5 separate regions of the Mus musculus genome follow, and regions 2, 3, 4 and 5 are each linked to region 1. Evidence: chromatin contacts called from public HiCAR-type and promoter capture Hi-C data. All regions are on one chromosome and are shown on one strand. The core of a region is the stretch at or near the end of the contact, and the rest is flanking DNA. Distances in the headings are between cores, read along the strand shown.

Region 1 (3,339 bases), core at 432-2,931:
TACGTTCCCCGGGCCGGGCGGGTGGGCAGGCAGCCTGCTCCCTCTCCCTTCCCAGGGCCTCTTGCCTGCTCCTGCCAGCTAAGCATCTTGGGCCAGAGCCACTCCTGAGACTGTAAGCTAGCCAGCCTCAGCCGAGAGGCAACCATGCTCCTGGCTCCACCTGCCACTTCAGGAGTCTGTGACCACCCTGGCACAGTCGCCATCTTGCCAACCTGACTCATCAACCTCTCACTTCCTTTTATCCACGCACCCCTTTGCCCCTCGAATTCCCCACAGCCAGCACCCTGCAAACTAAACCCTGGAGCTCAAATCTCTCTGGACTCTAGTTTGCACTACAACTTTACATGACTTCCCACCCCAACTTACTCTTGCTGGCATGCACCCACAGGAATGTCACTCACATGTTCAAGACTTGACCCTCAGTTTGGGGGCAAAGAGTTTCCAGTGCACATTTCTGCTCCTCTCTGAGTGTTCAGAACTCTTTGCATTGGCAACAAATCCTGGCTAATGACATTTTCAAGGCTTGATAGCTCTTGGTCCCCCTGCCACACACACATGCACTTCAGGTCTCAGTTTGCTCCTCTGCTTTGCCTACAGGTCAGTTTAAGTCCTTTGCAACATATGCACTCTTGGGTGTCACCACCTATGGCTTAGCAAGCCATGTGCACATTCATCTACTACTCCACTCCATAGCACAAGTGACATTGTATGTGAACACCACTGGTCGATTCACGCATGCCAGAGAATCATGTTACTGGGACCCTGGGCCCTGGCTCCGGGACCCCTCCCCACATGCATAGAGACAAGCAACCTCTCACCAGAGCGGAACTTGGAACGGATGATTTGGGAGCGCTGGGAGGAGGCTGCCAGGGTCATTGCCAAGGCTGAGGTGGAGACCTGGACAGAGGAAGCCAGAGCCACCAGAGCGCGGCAGGGTCAAAGTGGATGACGGGAGGCTGCCATTGGGGGAATTTTGGAGACAGTGTGAAAGGTTAGAGACAAAAGTACTGGGCCAGATCAGCTCTTTTGGGGGATGACTGGTCTCTGGGCCCTTGGGTCTGAGAAAGGAGGGCTGGTCCTGAACCTCCGGGTGTGAGAGACACGGGCTGGGGCCTGGAGCCCTAGGACTGAAGAAAGGTTGCGGCCTGGAGTTCTGGCTGGAGGGAGAAGTACTTGGGCATGGACTGCTGTGTCTGTAGAAGGCTTTGGGCCTGGAGTTCTGAGTCGGAAGCAAAAGGGCTGGGTCTAAATCCCTGGATCTTGGCGGTACAGGAAGGACCTGCGTCATGGGCTCCTGCATCTAAGAGGGAGAGCATTGGAATCTGGAGTTCTGGGCCTTTGAAAGTGCAGGAAGCAGTCGTCTGGAGTCTGAACCCTGAAGGAGGAGGAGATTAAGGACGAGAACTGCATGCTGTTAGGGACTAGAATCGAAGATTCTAGGACAGACGGGAATCAAAGAATATGACAAGTGTCTGGGAAACATAGGGGTCCCTGAAACAGAATGGGTTGAGTGTCATGCACGGGGCTCTGTGGGAAAGATATTGGGACCAGAAGGGGGAACCAGAACGGAGAATGAAGGGTAAAATGAAAAAAAAAAATCCCCATATCTACCCCAGGGGCTTCTCACCAGGTAGGCTCCTCTCAGCTACTCAGCTGTGCCTTGAAGCGGGTGGAGTCTCCCGGATTAGGCTGGAGACCTTAGGCTCCACCCCACAAGCCTTGGGCCGCCCTCGACTCCCCTTTCTAGGGCGAGTGGGAGTCAAGAGAGCGAGCCTTGGATCAGAAGCCCTGCAAGGACCCAGAAAAGGGGCGGGACACACACGCCGTGAGGACCGGCCTGGCTCACTTCGAGGGTTCCCTTACTATCTCCTCCCCCGAGTCCCGAGCTGTGGGTTGGGTGGAGCGGTCACTGGCGACAGACAGGAGCAGGTGCAGAGAGAGGGACCCGGGTGAGCAACAGCGGCAGGTGGTCGTGTTCAGACCCTGCCGGCAGGTGCCACCTGTTGGTTCTTTTTTTCCTGACACAGCAGTAGGAGTCAAGTTCAGAGGAGGGGAAAGTTCAAACATGAGGCCCAGACTCCTAGTTCTAAAAAGGAAGGGGGCAGAAGTCAGGACTCTGGGTCTGAGGGTGGTGGACGGAGTCTTAGGCCTCTGGTATGGGAGAGGAGAGCTGAGGTTTGCATTCTTGGATCTGATGGAATAGGACTAGTACCCGAGAGGTGCTGGGTGTTGGAAGTCAGCGGTGTGCACAGTAGGCAGACAGCATCGGAAGGACTGGGGGGAGAAAGCTAAAGTTTGGACTTTGTAGGTAAGAGGGAGATGGTGATGACCTGTTCTCACTGGTAGTACATGGGGTCTGATATTCAGAAGAACATGGTCCAGGCTGTGTTCCGAGTTGTGTGACAGTGCTCAGTACTACAGGGTCACATTTCGTGCTAGAGGGCAAGCTGAGGCCATGGCTAGAAATATCTCCCCAAACTCGGCAGACGCCCAACGTTCCAAGCACAGTCCCTGGCACCTTAAAAAAAAATCTTTGCTAAGGCCCCCAAATCTTGACAAGTGAGGTCAATACCACAGATATTTTTATTACTTCTTGGCATTCACATCCCAAGCCCATCTTCCCACTGTCCCATCGTCTACCAACCCAACAACTCAAACTCTCAGCCGTCTACGCAGGGAAAACTACAACTCCCAAAATGCTCTACGCCCAGGCGGGCTCCCTTTTAAGAAGCGATGCAGTTTCAAGCTGCGCGCGTTCCTTTCTCATTGGTTTTCAAGGTGTCGAAGCCACCGGGGGTCCATGGCGATGATTGGCTGGCAGCTCCTGCTGTTCAAGATCCCAGAGGAGGCGACGGAGCCTGCGCAGTTCTCTATGCAATGCGTCATCTGTCACAGGGCCGGTGAGGCGCAGGCGTGAGCTGCCCAGGGGCAGGATGAGCGGAGGGTGCGAGGAAAAACTTTCAAAGATATCCCCTGTGAGTACGAGGAAAACCGAATTAAAAACTCAGCATGAGTGTGAGGTGGTCTATCTCCTTAAGTAAGAAACGATGAGACTGGGTTCCCTGTGTTTCAAAGGATGACGGGAATTTTAGCTAAAACGTGTGTGTGGGGAGGGGGGAGGAGGTGACACATAATCCCGGCACTCTGGAGGCAGAGGCAGGTGGATCTCTTTGAGTTCGAGGCCAGCCTGATCTACAGAGTTACAAGACAGCCAGGGCTACAGAGAGAAATCCTATCTTGAAAAGCCAAGAAAACTAGGGAAAAAAGGCCCATTACCAGGAAAATAGGGTCCCAGGTACCCTGGAACCTTGAGGATGGGCTGGGGAACCTTGGGAGATT
Region 2 (3,339 bases), core at 288-2,787, 970 kb after region 1:
CACCTTCTCGATTGAGGAGAAGACCCAAGCCTGAGGCTGGCATAGCATTTTGACATCATATCTGAGGATTGGGGCATCCCACTTCCAGGGTTCAGGAAACTGAGATTCTAAGAAAGAAAGAAAGAAAGAAAAAAAAAAAAAAAACCACGATAAAACAGAACAGAGACCTGGGTCCTTTTCCTCAAATAATTTTTGTTGATCTCATGAGCCTCAATTCCTAGCGAAGAAAGTGAAGGTTCAGAAGGCTGGAGGGAGATTCGAACCCTAGCATACTTAGTCCGGCTCTGTGCCAGCCCTTCACCTTTGCCCACAGCCGCCCACTTGGCAACAGGTTCTATCTTTGCTGGCTGCTGTGCCAGGCCCCGCCCCCCGCCCAGCCCGGCAGGTGTCAGGAGACGTCAGAACCCGGTCCTGCCTTCCTGACGGGAGAGGCCCCACCTCTTGCTGGACCGCAGAGCCGGCCTCACCTGGGTGCTGGAGAGGATCTGGACTCGGAGGCCTCCCCATCTCTACCGCCAGGCGCCCAGGTAGCCTCGGGATCCGCGGGATAAAGGAGCTATGCCATAGGGCGCTGGGTCGGGACGAGAGGGAGTTAGGATCCATGCTCCCAGAGCGATAATGAGCCAGGTACCCCAAGTCAGAGGGAAGAAGCTGAGCGTGGAACCCAGTGTCTGAGCGAGGAGAGCAGAGGTCTGGACCCTAGTGTCTAAAGGAGGAGGGCTGAGGTCTGGACTCATGTGTCTGAAGGAGGAGGGCTGAGGTCTGGACTCATGTGTCTGAAGGAGGAGGGCTGAGGTCTGGACTCGTGTGCCTGAGGGAGGAAAGCTGAGGTCTGGACTTCTGTACCTGAGGGAGAAGGGCTGGGGCCAGGATCCCAGGGTCTGAGGAAAAAGGACCGGGTCCTGACCAATCTAGGACTGAGGGAGGAGGCTGGGCTGGGGTCAGTACCCCTGGGTTTGTAGGAAGAGGTTGGGTTCTGGACCCCTGAATCTGAGAGAGAAACTGGGGTCTGGACGTCTGGGCCTGAGGGAGGAGAGCTGGGGTCAGGACCCCTGTGTCTGAGGGAAGAAGGTGGGTCCTGGCCCCTTGAGTCTGAGGGAGGAGGCTGGGGCAGGACGGGATCTATGTCACCCATTAGCTGAGGTCATAAGCTTGGTGCTGCCCCAGCCTCTGCCCAGGCGGGCGGGGCCCTGGCTGCTTTCCTTTTCCACACAGCTCTGTCTGCTCCTCCCAGGTGCTCTCACCTGCCTAAGTGACACTAATGAGTCCTGGCACCGCATTCCTGCTGCCTGAGGGAGGGGTGTGTGGCTGGGGCTCAGCCATTTGGGGCCAGGCCCTGGGCCCACCCTCTTGGCTTGGTTAACTTCCCTGAATCCCCACATCCCCACTTCCGACCCACGGCTGCAGCAAACCTCTCGACATCACCCGTGTCCAATGGAGACAGGGCTGGAGATCCCACTCCGGGGTTCTGGGCCTGGACTCTTGGTCTGAGGAGGCTTGCGGCTGCTCTTAAGCTGTTGGGAACAGCAGGGCTGTGAGGTACAAAGCCACCAAACTCTTCCTGGTCAAAGGCTACAGGGCTGGAGAGGAAGCAAGTGGGTGGGGTGGGTTAAAGTCCCTGGGATGGGGCTTGGCTCTGGGTGTATCTACCACACTGGAGCCTGGGGCGATCCTCGGCTCTTTGGGCTGACCATTTGTGGAGCACAGGGGGCCAAAGTGAGTGGGAACCAGGCTACTGAGGTTGGTGTGTGTGAGGAGGGCCAAGAGGGTCCCGAGGCAGAGGAGGTTTGCATGTGGGAGAGGCTCCTGGGGCAAGCTTGAGAGAACAAGATCTGGGAGGACACCTCTTGAACAAGCTGAGCGCTTGGATGGATGCCCCTAAGGTGTGTGTTGGAGGTGCCATTAGCCTGGTACACAGAAGTGAAAATGGAAAGCAGAGATGCAGGTGTCTTCAGGTGTTGTCTGAGTGGGGATGAGGCGGTGGGTCAGTAGGGGCTGCTTGCTGTGGGCCATTTTCTGCAGGATATTGGACAACCCTGAATTGGCTGTGTTTCCTAGTCAGCATCCCTGGAAGTAGGGGGAAAGGCCCAGACACCCTGACTGCCTCTTGCAAGCTTTCTTAAAGAGTCTTGAGACTTAGCTGGGTCCATACCCCAAGACCTGCTGAAAGGCAGGGCCCCAGCAACTCGTGACAGGTTTCCAGAGCCTGGGCTCTGAAAGGCCTCTGAGAATGTTGACTGAACGTGAGAACGAGTGAATGCATGAAGCCAGAGAGACTTCAGGGACTGGGCAATCAACCTGTAATTATGGGGCAGGCACGACCGAGCGGTGCACAAAACGTCAGCCGTGCCCCACCTGGGCCCCATCTTAGAGTGTCAACCGTGGTGGCAACCTTTACTGTCCTTGCCACCTCACCTCCTGCCCTCTTCTCATTTCAGCTGCAGACACAAGGCACATTCCTGTCCCAGGGCCTTTGCTTTGTCCCTGCACCCCAGTAGCCTGCTGGTTAGAGTCACTCAGGTCTTTAAAGACCTGAGTCTTTAGGGAAGGGTTCTCCAGTCAGTCCAGTTAAAAATGTGAACACAGTCCCAGCCCCAGCAGGAGGTATAGTTCCCCTGCCCTATACCTCCCACAGCCATTTATCACCATTTAAACCATTTGCATGTTTATAACAATGTATCTTTTTATTCTGTTTCTTGAGATGAGAATGGTATTTACTGTCTAGTATAAACAGAGCCCAAGCCATGAGTGTATTTAAGTTTTATAGTAACCACATTTGGGGGTGGGTACTGGAGAGGTGGCTGTGTGGTAACAGCTCTGGCTGGCTGCTCTCCCAGAGGATCTCAAGCCCCAGGACCTACATGATGGTTCAGAGCCAGCTATGCGTATCTACAGTTCTCGGGAATCCCTCTTCTGGCCTCCATGGATACTGGATGCATGTGGTATAAACATACCACATGCAGGCAAGCACCCTTACATGTAAATGTGGTTTTTTCTTTTTTATAAAAAAGTGGGGTATAGAGACTGCTGACGTTTTATAGCACTGATTGTTCTTGGAGAGAGCTGCAACCATAACACGTTGCTCCAGTTCCAGGGAGCTGCTGCCACCTTCTGACCACTGTGGGAACTTGCATACATGTGGTGCATATAATCTCAGCCAAGCACACATACACACAAATAATAGGTCTTTTACAGGAAGGTTATTTATATTACTTTAAACTGTGTGTGTGTGTGTGTGTGTGTGTGTGTGGTGTGATGTGTGGTGTGTGTGTGTGTGTGGTGTGTGTGTGGTATGTGTGGTGTGTGTGTGTGTGGTGTGTGTGTGTGTGTGTGTGGTGT
Region 3 (3,339 bases), core at 363-2,862, 770 kb after region 1:
CCTGCTCCACTAGTGGGCTTTGGGCTCTGCCTGGATTCCTTACTGTTGTTGCTATGGAGACTTTTATGTAGACCAGGCTGGCTTCAATCTCATGAAGTTGGTGTGACCCTTTTCCCTTACCTTTTTTTTTTTTTTTTTTTTTGGTTGGTTGGTTTTTCGAGACAGGGTTTCTCTGTGTAGCCCTGGCTGTCCTGGAACTCACTCTGTAGACCAGGCTGGCTTCAAACTCAGAAATCCGCCTGTCTCTGCCTCCCGAGTGCTGGGATTAAAGGCGTGTGCCATCACGCCCGGCTTCCCGTACCTTTTAATTAATGCCTAGTGTCACTACTCAATCTCTATTATTATTGTTTATTAATTATGAGACAAGGCTGTCGTATTAAGTCAGTTGCCCAATCAGGTTTTGAGCTCACTTTGAAGTGCAAGCAGACTCTGAATTATGTGCACATGTGACACAGGACTTGTGTGGGGCTCAGGGAGCACTTTGTAAGGGTCTCTTTGCTCCTCCCACCATAGGGTTTAGGGAAATTGAACCCAGGTTGTCAGGCTTGGTGGCAGACAAGGACCAGGTGACCTCTCTTGCTGCTCACCTTCCAGTTTAGCTTTTTAAATCAATTATAAAACACGAGATTTTTAAAAAGCCAGCCTACTGCCAGGACATTTGCTCCAGGTGACAGGCATCATAGCTTGGGTGTGCTGTCAGGGGCCTGATATAATTTGGTTAAAGTAGTGTATGAATCAGCAAGGAAGAACAAAGTATAGTCCAAATAGGTTTTCTAGTTTAAAAGAAGGCAGGAGGGAACTTCTCGCATGCAAGAGGCTATAAATTCAAACCTCAGCACCCTATATATAGTTTAACAGCCACGTGTAGTAGTGCACACCCAATTAAAGGTGAAGACAGAAGGCTTAGGAGTTCGAGGTCAGCCTGGGTGCATAAGCTAACACTGCGTAAACACAACGCCACTTACATCGAGCGCAGATAATCTAAGGCTGGATAGTATCACAGGTTAAAAACAAACGGAAGCAAGAAATGCCACTGCACAGTCCTTTCAGATCAAGAACGTGATCTGGGTAAGGCAACTGCTAGAAGGCCCAAGCAACAGTGGGCAGACCCTGGACAAATGGGCCAGCAGCTATGCTGGTCACGCCCAGGCTGCGAGAGACCCGCTGGAAGTTGTAGTCTTTTAGCCACCTTGCCACGTCACCGCCTCCAAGAGGCAAGAACGCCTGGTTCCTACATCTACCCCTCAGTCTGGTGGTAGGTTCCGTCGCGCCACCCATTATCCTGTCTACCGCCTTCTGTCCCTCCAGCAGTGAGGACTTGGTATTGTCTCACCAGCTCGAACTCTTGTAGCACAGTTTCTCTCTTGTCATTTCCAAGTCTGAAACCCTCCCTCCCTGACCTTCTTGGTTTGCTCCAGCCACACCCCCTTACAGTCCTCCATCCCTGTTTGTCAGCGCTGGCTCCCCAGCTCCATAGTCTGTTGGTTAGCGCCGGCTCCTCCTCTCCCCGGCGTTGGTCCCGGCTCTCCCTCTTCTTCCACGTTGGTAGGCGCCAGCCCACCCCCCCCGCATCTCCCCCCAGCTTCGCGTTGGTTGGCGCCGGGCTCCCCTGTTCGCTGCAGTGGTTCGGCCGCGGCGACCCCTCAGCGGCGCGTCCCCCGCCGCGGTCCCGCTCCGCTTCTCCCCGAAGCCGCGCGCCCGCGCCTGTCGGTCGGCGGACCCGCAGCCCCCCGTGAGGCCCACGGCCTCCCACCCGCCATGGTCCGCCCGCGCCGTGCCCCGCACCGCTCCGGCGCCGGGGGCCCCCTCGGAGGTCGTGGCCGGCCACCGCGGCCCCTGGTCGTCCGCGCCGTGCGCTCACGTTCCTGGCCTGGCGGTCCTCGAGGCCCGCAGCCACCGCGGATCCGGGCTCGTTCGGCCCCTCCCATGGTGAGTCCCACGGCCTGTTTCCAGAGCCTTCCACGCACGCCCCGCCCCGCCACCCCTCCCCTGGCGGGCGCCTTTGTCCGCAGCGCCCACGGGCCTCCCGCGGGAGGGCGCACCCAGGGGTCCGGGATCAGTCCTTGATCGGCTCTGGGCGCTCCCCTTTGTTGCGCGGCGGGCTGGGCGGGGGGCGGGGTACGGAGGCGGGGCGGGTTCGAATTACTGCTGACTGCGCGGCCGGCTGCACACGCGCGCGGGGGGCGCCTGGGGTGCACGCTTGTTTTTCCAATTGCAAAGTTGGTCCTCGGCCTCCGGGTCTGGAAATGCGCGAAGCGGCCGGTGGAGGAGCCCGGCGCTTACACGCGCGCCCAGCTGTTGCTCGCGGGGGCGTTGTCCCCCGGGGCCAGATGGCGATTGTGGACAGTCCCTCTATTTGCATACCCGCCCGCCCCGCAGCTAGCCCAGACCTTAAGCCTTAAGATAAAGCTTAAGGTAAATATTCAGCTCTGTAAGTTCGTGGGGTTGTCACCTTTTTGTCCACTCAGTAAACGTGCGCGCACTTTCTAGAAACATTGAGATTTTCTTGGGGCAACAAAATTGCCCCCATTGTGATGGTGGACTCGTGGCCACACCTGCGCATGCTTGGCCAGCGGTAAGCTATTCCCTGGCGTGGTACTGACCACTTCAGACTTCTGACGACGTTGTTCTCCGAGGAGCTGAGGCGGGTCTGTCGCCTGGATCACCTGAGGAACGCAGACACACCCCTCGCTGTAGTACAGCCTAGGCTTGAAGTTTTCTCTTGGTGTTGGGAGCCCTTCCTGGGGTCCTCATATGTGTCCCTTTTCTACAAATGTGACTTGGCTCTGGCCATGCAGTGCGCAAACAGCAAATCAGGCATGCGTAAACACGAACTTGGCGCTTAGTGGGCTTCATGTTCCTAGTTTGTTTCCCTGCTGTTGTGGGCATACAGGTGTTTTTGGGTGCAGGCAAACACACAAGCCTCTTAATGGTTATCCCTCACCCCGCACTTGAATAGTTTTGGATTTTGTTTAGGTTCCTAAGTGTGTTTGCCTGATTTTCACCGACTGTGTGGTGGTGTACATGCTGACACTTGTAGTGTCTCACTGCACACCCAGCCCAGGCAGCCAGTGTGCGGATTTGCTGTAATCCTGAGGGCTTGGGTCTGCAGAACCATCAGGAAGGCCCCTCAGCAGTGAAGACCTAGGCTCTTCTGCTACTTAAGTCACCGGGAGAACTTTCTGGTTTGTCATCACACCGGGTATAAAGGACTCACGAGCTTTAGCAGAGAGCAGAGATGCGTTGGTGACAATCAGAAGGGTCTCTGGCCTGGAGTGTGTCTAGTCTGGTTAGAGACTGGCCCAGGAGACCGACTGGTCTTTTGGAAATGTTTTGGCC
Region 4 (3,339 bases), core at 331-2,830, 640 kb after region 1:
TCAAATCCCAGCAACCACATGGTGGCTCACAACCATCCGTAACAAGATCTGACTCCCTCTTCTGGTGTGTCTGAAGACAGCTACAGTGTACTTACATAAAATAATAAATAAATCTTTAAAAAAAAAAAAAAAAAAAAAAAAAAAAAGAAACGCAACCTGGCTTTCAGGATTCTGTTCCTAGAATCTGCCAATCAATTCCCGTCTGTCCCTCCAGTCCTATCCCACCCCCTGCCCTGGTCCAGCCACACCCAGAAATGCGTCTGAAATCTTTCCCCCAGCACCTGGAAGATGCCAAAGTCAGCCATCTGTGCGTCCTGCCGTAGGCCATGCTTCCACGGGATCCTGAACCTCGTTCGGCTCTCGTCCAGCCAGGCCACGCCTTCCAGCTGCCCCAGGTCCAGCTGTGACACCAGCCAGGGCAAAATCCGCGGTTTCGGGGTTTCCATGCTCTAGCCTGCGCACCACAGGACAGTTCCTGAGCCTGTCTGTCACGGGGCAAATGCACTCAAACCTCTCCGACCCGCCACAACACAGGTCTTCCTTCACCATTGTGTACAAACGGGAAACTCCTTCCCACCTTTCCAAATCCAACGGGACCGCCTCTCCTACCCCCCAGAGTCTTCTATATGAACTCTACCCATAGGTTCCTTCCCTTTTCTAAATGTAAACTCCTATTATCCAAAGCTGGCACCCTATTTCAAGAGTGGAGTCCTCTTTCCCTCGTCTTTAAAGGATCCTAACTGCTCTCACAACCGCCTCACCCTTGCAGAAAACCCTTACTCATTTCCAGAGTCTTTTCCCAGGTGCTGTCGCTTCTTCTGTTTTTTTGTTTTTTGTTCCTATATTGTTTTTACGGATGTTTGAGACAGGGTCTTAGTATGTAGCATAGGCTGTCCTTGAACTTGCTATGTAGCCAAGGCTGGTCTTCAACTCACTCTGTGGCCCTGGCTGGCCTCGAATGCACTCTGTAACCCAGGCTACCCTCAAACTTATTCAGTAGCTCAGGCTGGTCTTCAAATCGCTTAACCCATGTTGGTCTGGCGCTCATTCTGTCGTCCAGCCTGGCCTGGAGCTCACTGGCCTTGAACTTACAGCAATCTTTACTGCCTCCAGCCTGGATGCTGAGACTGCAGGCTTCCGTCTACAACGCGTGGCCATTCTGCTTTTCGGTAGCCGAGCTTCTGAGCGACAGGTTTGCCCGATCCTGCGCCCTGAGGCCGCCACCCTCCCGGCTCTTCCGCGTTACCTACCAGGGGAGGAATTGGGCGCCCGTGCGGCGCGGGTGCCAGCAGTGGTTTTGGGGCTCCCAAACAGTAGTTCTGAGACTCGCAGCCACGCAACCCCCTTCTTTGTCAGCTAAGCCTCCGAGCGCTGGGACTTCCTTTTCTAACGATATTTTGAGATATAAAAAGTTTTTCTCAACATTGACGAAATAAAGTCAAGAAATCCCGGAGCGCACTTCGGCTTAGCAGGCCTAACTCCCTCAAATGCCCTTTTTTGGCCTTCCGCCTACAGGCATGCTGGGAACGCCATATGCAAATGACCGCAAAAGAAGGCTCCACCCCTTCGACGTTGGGGCGGTTGCCGTGTCGGCCCAGTGCGCAGGCGTGGGAAAGTTGAACTTCCGAAGTAAAAGTTTGTAGAAATTGTGAGAAAGCGTGTACGCCAGTGCGACGGGGACACAACCGCGAGCCAGGTGAGCTGGGTGCCAGGGAGGGGACAGGGTTGCAGGAAAGGCCACAGCCAGTCCTGCCAAGCTGTGACTTCCAAGCACCCGGGGTCTCCCGGTGCACGCCAGAGGTAAAATTGGAACTACATCTCCCAGCAGACTGCTCGGTGAAAAGTGGGGAAATCGGACCAGCGTTTGCCGCAAAGCATACTAGGATTAGTAGTTCCCTATTCTCTACGGTCTTCGAGCCTTCTTTGGCGCTGCTAGCTGAGAGGGAACTCCAAACCCCCTTCCCGCTCCTTCCTGCAAGAGTTCAAGCACTCATTTACCTCCTTTCTTAGACTCAGTAATTCAGACCGTTTCTCCTCAACTGAATCAACTGCCCCACTGGCCCTTAAAAACCACCTTTTCCTTGGAGTTAGGCGCCCTCTTCATTCAGTGATTCAGAAGTTTGAGTTATCCCTGCACTTGGGTGCATCCTCTGTCTTCTGCCTCAGGTACCCCCATGGCCGGCTCTGAAGAGTTGGGTCTCCGAGAGGACACACTGAAGGTTCTGACGGCCTTCCTTAAGCGCGGTGAAGTCGCTGGGTCCCCTGTCCCAACTCCACCCAGGTGAGTTCCACTCCCCCAGCGTCAGCCTTTGATGGGAAGATCTTCCTGAGTCTTGTGGTCCAAACCTATCTACTCCCATCAGACCTAACTCCATGTGCCTGGGCTGAGTTTCAAGAGTGATCTTCCATGAAAGGATGAAGGGATCACTTGCCCAGACCCCTTCGGGATAACTCCGAGGTTCTTGTCCCTAGGAGTCCTGCCCAAGAGGAGACAACAGATTTCCTGAGCCGCCTCCGAAGATGCCTCCCTTGTCCCCTGGGGAGAGGAGCTCCCCCCACGGAGTCCTCTAGGCCCCACTTCCTTCCCCTCCGCCCCTGCTATGGTTCCGAGCCTGGTAAGAGATTTATTCAGGTCACTTGTGAAACTTTCAGGGCTAGGAGTTTTGGTTCCAAAAAATCCAGACAGGACCCATTATAAAGTCAACACGGTTCAGCTTCAGCACAAGCCATAACCATTTCAAGTCTTTGTCACACCTCTTTCTAGCGGGTAAGTGTAAGTGTTTGTGCTTGGATAGGAGGTACCCTGGGGCTCCAAAGCCCGGGAAGCATGCAGCTCTGAAGGGAGAAGGGGTCCCAGTGCAAGGGATGCCTGAGACTGGGGGCCCAAGAGCCACACAGCGCTGAGGTGGGACGTGTCCCGATGGAGGGGTATCCTGAGACATGGGGGCCAGGACCCTTACAGCTTTGAGAGGAAGTCTCCTCAGCAGAGGCATTGTGGCTCCCAAGGGAGTAGAGCCTCAGCACCGCTCCACTTCTTTGCTTCCTGGCTTCTTCCGATGAGAGAGTCACACCAGGCAGAAAATCTCATGAAAGAGATTTGTTGGAGAGTCCAGAGTGGAGTGAGGACACCATGGCTGGCCGCCCTCTGCTCCTGGGATCAGACAGCAGGGAATTGGACAAAGGATGGGGCTTATCTGGGACTTCTTAGAGGGTGGCTTCTCAGGGCAGAGATGTCCAGCTTGGGAAGCTTGGGGCCTGGCAGCTTTTGCCATTGCCTTTCCCCTGCAGTGGGCCGGCCCATGGGTTAGGATGAGAAGTCAGTCCTCCTTGGTTGCAGGC
Region 5 (3,339 bases), core at 542-3,041, 550 kb after region 1:
GGCCTTTTCTCCGCATACACCCACCCTCAAATACATGCTTCCGGGGGTCTCCGAGAAATCATCAACTCCTTTCTTCCCTGTCTTCATGATACTTTCTGGCTGCAGATTCATCAGCCAGATCTTCTGTGCCTGTGGTTGGAATCGTTCTTGGTTTATTGCTGGTGGTAGTGGCCATCGCAGGCGGTGTGCTGTTGTGGGGCAGGATGCGCAGCGGTCTGCCAGGTATATGCAGGATGGGGGAGGGGCGGGGCCGTGTGCAGGATTGGGTGGGAGTGGCCTTGTGCAGGATGAGGGAGGGGCGGGGCCGTGTGCAGGATTGGGGTGGGGCGTGGCCGTGTGCAGAATGAGGGAGGGGCGTGGCCGTGTGCAGGATTGGGGAGGGGAGGGAAGGGGCCGTGTGCAGGATTGGGGAGGGGCGTAGCTGTGTGCAGGATTGGGGAAGGGAGGGGCCGTGTGCAGGATTGGGGGTCGTGGCAGGAAGTAGCGACTCAGAAAGAAAGAGGGGAGGCAGAGAGATAATAGAGACAAAAGAGTCCCTGACCACCCTGGGAAAAGAGATGGGAACAGAGACCATAGCGTGACCCTGTCAGGTGTGTTGGGTGGGTGAGACCTTAGATACTTGTGCTGACCTCTGTTCCTCTCTCTCAGCCCCATGGCTTTCTCTCAGCGGCGATGACTCTGGTGACCTGTTGCCTGGTGGGAACTTGCCCCCAGAAGCTGAACCTCAAGGTGCAAATGCCTTTCCAGCCACTTCCTGATGCAGACTCGGGCCCCCTGCCCACTGCAGCCTTTCGGGCTGTGTGACCTCCTGAACTGTCTCCGAGCCTCCTGAGGGAGCCTGGGCCCGATGTCCTCCCATGGATCCCTGCTTTTGTGGCCTGCTTCAGTTTCCCTTCTTAATGTACATGGTTGTTTTCCATCTCCACATAAATTTGGCCCCAAATCTGTGTGTGCATCGTTATTCTCAAGTTTCAAGCAGCTGGAATAAATTGAACGCGTCTGGGAAAGATCATATAGACACCTCTTGATTGCTATCGTGCAGCCTGGCCATTTTATAGACCGAGTTGTGTATGTGATACCTACACTGTACCAGGCATTGCTTCTCTTCTTTTTCTTCCTTCCTTCCTTCCTTCCTTCCTTCCTTCCTTCCTTCCTTCCTTCCTTTCTTTCTTTTCCTTCTTTTCTTTCTTTCTTTCTTTCTTTCTTTCTTTCTTTCTTTCCTTCCTTCTTTCTTTTTTTTTTTTTTTAACATTTATTTATTTTATGTATCTGAGTACACTGCAGCTGTCTTCAGACACACCAGAAGAGGGCATTGGATTCCATTACAGATGGTTAGCCACCATGTGGTTGCTGGGACTTGAACTCTGGTCCTCTGGAAGAACAGTCAGTGCTCTTAATTGCAGAGCCATCTCTCCAGCCGCGCTCCCCCCCCACCCCCCCCTTTTTTTTTTAAAGACAAGGGTCTCTCTACGTCGTCCTGGCTGGCGGCAAACTCATAGAGACAGACTGCTTCTGTCTCCCAAGTGAGCCAACCAAACCCGACCTCCTCTTTTCTGAAACGGATCTAAGAAATGGAAAGAGTTTTTAAAAAATACATTCCCCTTAATCCCCTGGGGCCAGAGACTCTGGAGGTGGTCGTGCAAGTCGGCCCATATGTTTGCTGGGAGTTGTAGTTCAATATCAGCCTTATCGCCCACCACGCCTTCGGGTCTGGAGCTCGGCCTTGTGGACGTGGCAAGGGGGTCGTCATTGGCTCCGCCCCTGAGGCTTTCCTGCGCAGTCATTGGTCAGAGGGCGGCAGCCTCTGGACGGCTGGTGGAGGAGCTTAACTGGAACCTGGCCAGGTTGGGCATCTTTGTGCGAAAGCAGAGCTCAGCGTAGGGAGCTAACTCAGGCCGGGTAACAGAGGTGTGGTGGGGTGATGGTGGGGTGAAGGTGGGGTGGGTGGAAGGGTGGGGGTCGCGGTCCAGCCTGGGGGCAGCACAGAGGAGCCTGCATGATGCTTTCGGCCACCACCATGCCCTGAACTTTGGGTGGGACATGCGCCACGTCTCTAACTGAAATACCCCCTTTCTGCTCTGAGACTCCTCTGAGGCTCGGATTCCACCCCCAGAGGTTGTTTTGCCTTTAAATTCTCTATTCTTTTTGCCGACTTTTCTTGAGCCCAAAACTTTTTGCAGCCTGCGCTTTTATCGGCCCTGCCTTAGGCAGCCTCCTCTACTCCGCCCCCTTCAAAGTTCTCCCACATTATCTCTGGTTCAGACACCCCCCGCCCCCAGTCTTATCCCTGACCGCTGGTCCTCACCTCTCCTCAGGAACCGATGATGTGGCGATGGTCGTTTCTGTTGCTTCTCTTACTGCTGAGGCACTGGGCCCTCGGGAAGCCATCCCCTGATGCAGGACCTCATGGCCAGGATAGGGTCCATCATGGAACCCCCCTGAGCGAGGCCCCCCACGATGACGCCCACGGGAATTTCCAGTACGACCATGAGGCGTTCCTGGGACGAGACGTGGCCAAGGAATTTGACAAACTCAGCCCAGAGGAAAGCCAGGCCCGACTTGGGTAGGAGGATGGCGGGGGAGCGGGGCAGAAGTGGGAGGTGGGGAGAGAGAAGTTAACTGAAAAGACAAAACTGTGGCACTCACCTCCTGGGAGAAGGCGGAGCTAAACCTGAGGCTGTGGGGGACCTGCGTCACCAACCCCTGGGTTCCCCTCTACCTCAGTCCCCCCTATGCCTCTGTCTGGACTTCCCTCTTCTCTCTTCTAAACGGGACGCCGACTCTCGGTAGAGACTGAAGACAAGGGATTTGAGGAAGATGCCAAGGTCAGAGATCAGGTTGACCTGGGATGAGTGATGCCAACTGGACTGGACGGGCTTGCCCCGTTTCTAGGTGACAGATACAGTCAGCATGGGCCCGGGACAAGAAGGCCACTCGTGCAAATATGCTTGATTATTTTCATTGTTATTAGTACTTTGAGATCGAATTTCATTTGTGGAACTAGCTAGTCTGAAATTCACTCTGTAGACGAGACTGGTCCTGAATTCAGAAATCCGTCTGCCTCTGCCTCCCGAGTGCTGAGATTAAAGATCTGCGTCTTTAATGTGATGGCAATTTCTAATTTTAAACTGGGCAAATAGTAGCAGGGCAGAGCTGGAGAGAGAGGAGCCCCAAATTGATCAGCCCATCTAGGGAAGTGGGCAGACTGCACTTGAAAGAGGGGCGGGCCCTGAGATGGTGAGAGGCGGAGCTTCAAGGTTAATAGAGACAGTGGCACTCTAGGATTGGGGTAAAGTTAGAGGCCAGACACCCTGTTCACACTTAAGCTCAAGTCCAGCT

The links. Promoter capture Hi-C pulls out the DNA fragments that hold promoters and counts their contacts. HiCAR-type assays count read pairs that join an accessible place to other places. Capture Hi-C pulls out chosen DNA fragments and counts their contacts.
Region 2: a promoter capture Hi-C map of liver shows a contact between it and region 1, with 5 times the contacts expected there. The contact joins the promoter of 2310016G11Rik here to the promoter of Mamstr in region 1. A contact is called at or near these places in 3 of 39 promoter capture datasets (hematopoietic stem and progenitor cells, liver and pre-B cells).
Region 3: a contact with region 1 is called in a promoter capture Hi-C map of adipose tissue, with 2.7 times the contacts expected there. The contact joins the promoter of Ptov1 here to the promoter of Mamstr in region 1. A contact is called at or near these places in 1 of 39 promoter capture datasets (liver), 1 of 115 datasets of contacts at active chromatin or transcription factors (astrocytes) and 1 of 9 other capture datasets (adipose tissue).
Region 4: a contact with region 1 is called in a promoter capture Hi-C map of the HPC-7 cell line. The contact joins the promoter of Bcl2l12 here to the promoter of Mamstr in region 1. A contact is called at or near these places in 7 of 39 promoter capture datasets (the HPC-7 cell line, cranial neural crest, frontonasal cranial neural crest and 4 more), 1 of 484 Hi-C or Micro-C datasets (muscle stem cells), 3 of 115 datasets of contacts at active chromatin or transcription factors (embryonic forebrain, microglia and thymic regulatory T cells) and 1 of 9 other capture datasets (liver).
Region 5: a HiCAR-type map of astrocytes shows a contact between it and region 1, with 2.3 times the contacts expected there. The contact joins the promoter of Rcn3 here to the promoter of Mamstr in region 1. A contact is called at or near these places in 7 of 39 promoter capture datasets (cranial neural crest, embryonic stem cells, hematopoietic stem and progenitor cells and 3 more), 1 of 115 datasets of contacts at active chromatin or transcription factors (astrocytes) and 1 of 9 other capture datasets (liver).

What each region holds. Positions count from the first base shown.
Region 1 is chr7:45,638,319-45,641,657 of GRCm38.p6, reverse strand. It overlaps Mamstr (MEF2 activating motif and SAP domain containing transcriptional regulator), which reads right to left and starts at 1,681. Exons shown (of 10, transcript NM_172418.2): 1 at 1,628-1,681; 2 at 819-956. The coding sequence starts at 876. Rasip1 (Ras interacting protein 1) reads right to left here. Exons shown (of 12, transcript NM_028544.1): 12 at 2,566-2,973. The coding sequence ends at 2,774. A030001D20Rik (RIKEN cDNA A030001D20 gene) reads left to right here and starts at 2,900. Exons shown (of 2, transcript NR_152217.1): 1 at 2,900-2,975.
Region 2 is chr7:44,666,431-44,669,769 of GRCm38.p6, reverse strand. It overlaps 2310016G11Rik (RIKEN cDNA 2310016G11 gene), which reads right to left and starts at 1,537. Exons shown (of 5, transcript NR_152106.1): 1 at 1,413-1,537; 2 at 468-571; 3 at 1-107. All of the region lies in intron 1 of Myh14 (myosin, heavy polypeptide 14), which reads left to right.
Region 3 is chr7:44,867,941-44,871,279 of GRCm38.p6, reverse strand. It overlaps Ptov1 (prostate tumor over expressed gene 1), which reads left to right and starts at 1,612. Exons shown (of 12, transcript NM_133949.2): 1 at 1,612-1,929. The coding sequence starts at 1,759.
Region 4 is chr7:44,995,820-44,999,158 of GRCm38.p6, reverse strand. Bcl2l12 (BCL2-like 12 (proline rich)) reads left to right here and starts at 1,580. Exons shown (of 7, transcript NM_029410.3): 1 at 1,580-1,696; 2 at 2,167-2,281; 3 at 2,473-2,615. The coding sequence starts at 2,175. It overlaps Irf3 (interferon regulatory factor 3), which reads right to left and starts at 1,511. Exons shown (of 8, transcript NM_016849.4): 1 at 1,251-1,511; 2 at 282-454. The coding sequence starts at 446.
Region 5 is chr7:45,090,665-45,094,003 of GRCm38.p6, reverse strand. It overlaps Rcn3 (reticulocalbin 3, EF-hand calcium binding domain), which reads left to right and starts at 1,791. Exons shown (of 7, transcript NM_026555.2): 1 at 1,791-1,908; 2 at 2,316-2,563. The coding sequence starts at 2,322. Fcgrt (Fc receptor, IgG, alpha chain transporter) reads left to right here. Exons shown (of 7, transcript NM_010189.3): 6 at 106-222; 7 at 649-1,011. The coding sequence ends at 758.